2 separate regions of the Mus musculus genome follow, and region 2 is linked to region 1. A link is a contact called in public Hi-C data. All regions are on one chromosome and are shown on one strand. The core of a region is the stretch at or near the end of the contact, and the rest is flanking DNA. Distances in the headings are between cores, read along the strand shown. Region 1 has its middle 110 kb from the start of Gm41516. Region 2 has its middle 57 kb from the start of Gm23186.

Region 1 (2,700 bases), core at 103-2,602:
ATATAGAGAGAGAGAGAGAGAGAGAGAGAGATTGGCTTGTGTAGAGAGGGTTAAGCAGAGTGAGGGGGAACAGAGGAATGCTGTCACTCTCTTCTACCTAGGGAAGTAGCACTTCTCTTGCACATGGGGGAACAGTGTTCCCAGCATGCTAGTAAATGAACTCATGGGTGGGAAGCCCTTGGATCTCCTTAGAAGTAAGTGACTTAAAAAAACAACCAAAACCAGCCATTTGTATTACCCTTGTAGGTGATATGGTTTCAAATGGACAGAGAGCACAGTTTGTCTTCTGTTCAAATTGGCAATCCCTTCATGCCATTCTGGGAATTAGTTCAGAACTGCCTGCAGGAAACATAAATCACCTTTCATGCCCGCACCATTTCCTAGCAGGCCTGTATTTTCCCAGGAGGTTCTTTCTCTGTAGTAGATAAAAGTTTGCCTGTATTTCATGTGTTCTCACTTCATTGTGCTCCTCAGCAGATACCAGGCTGTGTCCATCATCCCAGGCAATGTTCCAGACACTTAAATCCAAGGTGGTCCCCTCTAAACCCCACTTCTTCCACTGAGTACCTCTGTCACTTTTATTGTTATCAGGGGGCATATTCTCCTTCTCAGTGGAAGGAGAGGCACGTTTGTGAATATGTGACAATAACCCGCATGCAGCTCTCTGATTATAAATATCAAGTGTTATGAAAGTCCCATCAGTGCTCTGATCAAAGGCACAGGGACTCACTGCTGAAGCAGCAGGTGACGGGGCACAACCGGAACAAAGGAAAATGCTGAGTAGACACGGGTTCCCAGGAAATTTACATTAAAGACTTTTGTCTGCTGCATTTTCAGCTGAGCTTATGAAAGGACTGAACCAAAAGCAGGCAAAGCCATTGATGTTACAATGGTACCTGATAATTAACAATAAGTTCAAGATCTACTGATCGCTAACATTCCCCATGTTTAGCTGCTAATGCAGACAACAGTAAGTGCTGGCTATAATAATCACCTTTGGCCATGGAGGGTGACAATAAACTCCTCCCATTATTTCCGTTGACCACATCCCTCAGGAAGATATTGTGCTACGTGCTGGGAGAGGTGCAGATCACAGAAAGAAATACAGAAGCTAATGTAGAGTATTTGCCTAAGCAGTAAAATCTTCTTTCCTTTATCGGAATAATAATATTAGTTTTTCTCAGTGCTGTAGCAAAAAAGAAAAAAGAAAAGTAAAGAAAAACCCCAATCCTCTTCAGAGAGAGGGGGGGTGGGCAATTTAGAAGGCATCATGCTGGAAGCCGTGGTAGCTAGAGCTGATTGGTCTGTAGTGGTTGGAGGTTTAACAGCTGGCCACATGACCGCAGTGGACAGAAACTGGAGATGAGATGGAAACAGGGTGGAGCTATTGCCCTCAAGGCTTGGCACTTGGGAGCCTGCTTCTATAACCCAGGCTTCAACTTCTAAAGATTTCACAGCCTTCCCAAAATGACACCAGCAGCTGGGAGCCAAGTGCTCAAACACAGGAGCTAGTGGGAGCCTGTGGCAGACATGGGAGACATCACACCCAAACCACACACAGGAGAGTAACTAGTTCTGTTCTGAGACCCACTGGCTGCTCAGATAGGCTACAACCATTATTGTCTTCTACAAAGCAAGGAGGCAGATATAGTTAGTCATGGGCAATACTGTCTTCCACTTAAAAGGTCATGGATTATGTTGGTATAGAATGATAAATCTAAGAGAAAGAAAAAAAATGAATTTGTCTCTCACAAGCACCTCCATAGAGAGCAAAATTCATTAGGGACAGTTTTCTATCAGTCCAAATCTAGAAGTTTCTGTGACCAGCAAGGGTCACTTTGTCATGACTTCCTGACATGGACTCTGAGGACAGAGGTAGTATCAGACTGAAATGAGATGAAACAAAGCTCACTGCAGTGCCTTGGGAAGGTTTGAGCGATGGGTGGGGCTCAAGGAAGCTTGGGCAGCATGGTGGAGGCCAGGATGCCTTTCCCCACATCTCTCTGTGTGCCTGACATCCTCAGCAGCAGCTCTGCTTCCTTCTAGAGCTGTCTCATCCTGGCTGGCCTCTTCCTTTGTGCTGAACCCAGAGTCCTGGTATTAATGATAGCCCAATTGCCAACCTGAGCCTTCTGGTTCCAGAAGCAACACTAATGTCTATTGAGCATGCCTGAGTTGACTGCTTGTTCCTCTTCTGACTTTGGGGTTCAGCTGTCCCTGGGAACCACACACCAAGTTCCACATGGCTGGTTTCAGTGCCTCACTAACACAGTGTAATACTGCCTCACGACTGTCAACCTAAAGTCAGGATTGGTCAACAAGCCAGTGCTTGAGCATGGTTCCAAGGCATGGGTGTCATAAGCCTGTGCCTGGGAACCAGCCAGAGATTAGCTATCTGCTACTACCTAGTGCATCTGTGTGACAGACACAAGTTTCTCTACTTCCCCTAGCTCTTTTGCAAAAAATAAAATAAAAAATAAAAATAATATCTATGTGCTATCACTGGTGAAATATGAGATCAGATACACATAAAAAAAGGTTCAGCATGGTTCTTGGCACAGAATTAGTTTTCCATAACAGATGGGCAGCCAGAGCCACCCCTTCTGGCTGCTTTCCACAGATTCTGTAGTTGCCATCCCTTTCCGTTTCTTTAAGCTGCCGACACCTGCCATGTTTTGCATGTGATACTTAGGTCAGGCC
Region 2 (2,825 bases), core at 13-2,512, 440 kb before region 1:
ATGTGTGATTGCACATATTTTCCTTAAGGAAGATTATTTTGAGTTACAAAAAAGGAAAGATTTATTTTAAATTTATGTGCATGGAGTGTTTTACCCGAATGCCTTTCTGTACACCATATACCTGTTTGGTACCTATAGAAGTCAGAGGAAGGCATCTGATCGCCTAGAGCTGGACTTACAGGCAGTTGTGAACTGTCATGTGGGTTCTGGGATCAAATATGGGTCTTCTGGAAGCATCAAGCATTTTTAAGTTTGTTTCTTCTCCTTTGCTTTGGTTTCCCCTTTATGGGGACTGGTAACATTCATATGTTAAATTATTTCTGGTTGTCTGCATTGTTTCTCATCTTCTGTAGACTCCTTAACATTTGCTTTTTACACTCCTTTGTTAAAAACATTTTGATGTTCAGAAGGTATTTCTAATTGTGTTTATTCTTTTGTTTCTTGTAATTTAATTTATAAAGTGATTATGTTTTATTTGTAATTTTAAAAAAAGTTTGTTCCTTTATTTCTAGGTTTTTCCAAATCTGACTTTTGTTTTTCTTGCATGCCTTGTGTTAGTTTTCTTAATATCTCTCAATTTGTTTTGAAAGAGCTCAGTTCTAGAATACTGTCACAAGGGACGTTACTGTGGGAGTTTTTTCTTAAGTTGTCACTCTGTACAGACTTTGGCCTGCATATATCTCTATCACTACTTTTCATGTGGATTCCAATTTCCTCAACTTCCAGGGCAGGAGGAGGAGTTAGAGGATTGAGGGAGCTGGATGGCATTAGCTCTTGGGCTCTCATCACAGGACCTTCATCTGTGCCCCCTGTAGAGGAGGAACGCCCCCCACTCCCTTTGTATCCCCAGTTCCTCAAGAGCCAGCTTAGTACTGGCTAGTGAATTCCTGCTGGTTGTGTGGGCTAGCATTTCTTTCTCTTAGACCTTGTCAAGTGACAACAACACACAGGTTTGGACAACAGAGGTGTGGTATTTGGGGATACAAGAGAAACCTTGTCACCCATCTTTGTGACAAATCTTGCCCTCATCTTGTGCTTTTACAGTCTACATATTCTGTATTAAGTCAAGGTTCTGGAAGGTCTGTGTGTGTGGATACCACAGCCAATGTCCCAGAATTCTGCTTCCAGTTGGCTCTGCAGAGAGTCTTAGTCTATGTGGTCAGCTGGGTTCTCTGGATTTTCCCAGGAGACTAAGGGCTATGGTGTACAGGAACTATGCTTGGGTGAGGCTTGCCTCATAGCTGCTTCGGGTGTGGGAAATCACAGCTGTGTCTAACTGTGAGGCTCAGCCAAACAACTGCCATTTGCAGGAGTTCAGCTGTGCCTGTGTGCAAAAAGCCATCACAGCTGGGCTTGTTGATGTGGCTGCTCCCTCACAGAAGGAGGACCAGAGATGGTCATTGTGCTCTTAAGTATCCAGCTACCCCTTCCAACCAGTTGTTTGTAGTCTGCCTTAACTCCAGGAGGCCTTGGAGTCTGGTGCTATTATGGGGAGGCACCATCATCATGGTGGGTGAAGACTTTGCAGTGAGGCTGCATTGGGGTCTCCCACAGTCCTCATGTATGGTCTGTAAATAAGCTCACTGAACTTACTAGTCTTCCGCGGGGGCCTTTGTGGACTTGAACTTTTGGTTTGTCACTGAGACCTTAGAAGGAGTGGGGGGAGTTGTTGCTTCATCCACCAGGGAGAAATTTTTGAAAAAAAATTTTTTTTTTAAAGTTTAAATATAAAACTTTTATATTTAAATTTAGAATGCTGTTGGCCTCTGTCTTTTTATTTTCCCTAGAATATCTTCGAAATTAGCAGCAGGATCTGCAACCAAATAGGCAGGATGTGCCTCTACACATCCGTTCTTCTCACCCTGGGCCCCTGAGGACCAAATGTGAGCCAAGACTGATCCTTAGTTGTGCTTCCCCCAACCTTCTCTGCCTATAAAACATTTGTTTGGTCTCTGTGTAATATGAGCTGTTATAAAAACACAAGGGCAAATGTGTCTAAAATAACCCGAAGTGAAAATAAGTAAATTAATTAGCATACAATAGATTCTTATTGTTAAGTGGGAATGCGGCCCGTCCCGTGGGGATTGGTGTTAAGTAAGATGATTGATAAATTGTTATCTTCACACAATGTCACTCAGTGAAATAATCATGCCTTTTGTAAATATTTAGTCAAGAGAGCTCTCCAGCTGTTCTCAGTTAGGTTTCCTCCACACAGCCAAAACTCTGATTTATCTCTTGTGCTGTTTAAGCATTGAGGAAGCTCACATTTTATGAGCCTCTAAATACCCATAATGGTAAGTAGTGAAAATGCCGGCCATGACAGCAATAGTCCACGTAATTATAAGGAAGAATATCTATGATGGTCAGAGATAAGAATAAGGAAATGGTTATTGTGTTTCTTTCTTCAGGTAGAAATAGATGTTGCTACCTTTAAAACACAACCAATTCCAAGAAATCTTTGTCCCTCACCATCTTCAAAGATGCACAGATAGGATGAGACAGACTGGATGAACCGAATCTCCAACCTTTGACCATGTGTTGACCAAAGAACGCATTTTTTCCATCACCTAATTTTGCACTTTTTCTTTTTTTAAAATGCAGCTGTTCCATGTTAAGACCCTCATGTAGATGTTCATAGAGTTAGCAGCATCTGAAGGCAGGGTTGTTTTCCTGATGCTGTTGGCTGTCCTGTGAAGATAGGGACAGAGTGGGAAGGAGGGAGGGAGAGAGAGAGAGAGAGAGAGAGAGAGAGAGAGAGAGAGAGAGAGAGAGAGAGAGAGAATGTCTGTCTGTCTGTCTGTAGAGCTCAGACTGATGACCACCCA

What was found. A called contact is a pair of places that touch in the nucleus more often than the background predicts.
Region 2: a Hi-C map of myocytes shows a contact between it and region 1, with 2.1 times the contacts expected there. The contact joins two enhancer-like sites. A contact is called at or near these places in 1 of 484 Hi-C or Micro-C datasets (myocytes), 1 of 115 datasets of contacts at active chromatin or transcription factors (large pre-B cells) and 1 of 9 other capture datasets (embryonic stem cells).

What each region holds. Positions count from the first base shown.
Region 1 is chr17:4,296,938-4,299,637 of GRCm38.p6, reverse strand. No RefSeq gene overlaps it. Among named protein-coding and RNA genes, the nearest start is that of Gm41516, 110 kb to the right of the region's middle. Within about 2 kb of position 1,352, at least 21 of the 459 cell types and tissues checked have an H3K27ac peak or open chromatin away from gene starts, as enhancers often do. A contact at or near this core is called in myocytes, where this site is marked.
Region 2 is chr17:4,733,873-4,736,697 of GRCm38.p6, reverse strand. No RefSeq gene overlaps it. Among named protein-coding and RNA genes, the nearest start is that of Gm23186, 57 kb to the right of the region's middle. Within about 2 kb of position 1,262, at least 28 of the 459 cell types and tissues checked have an H3K27ac peak or open chromatin away from gene starts, as enhancers often do. A contact at or near this core is called in myocytes, where this site is marked.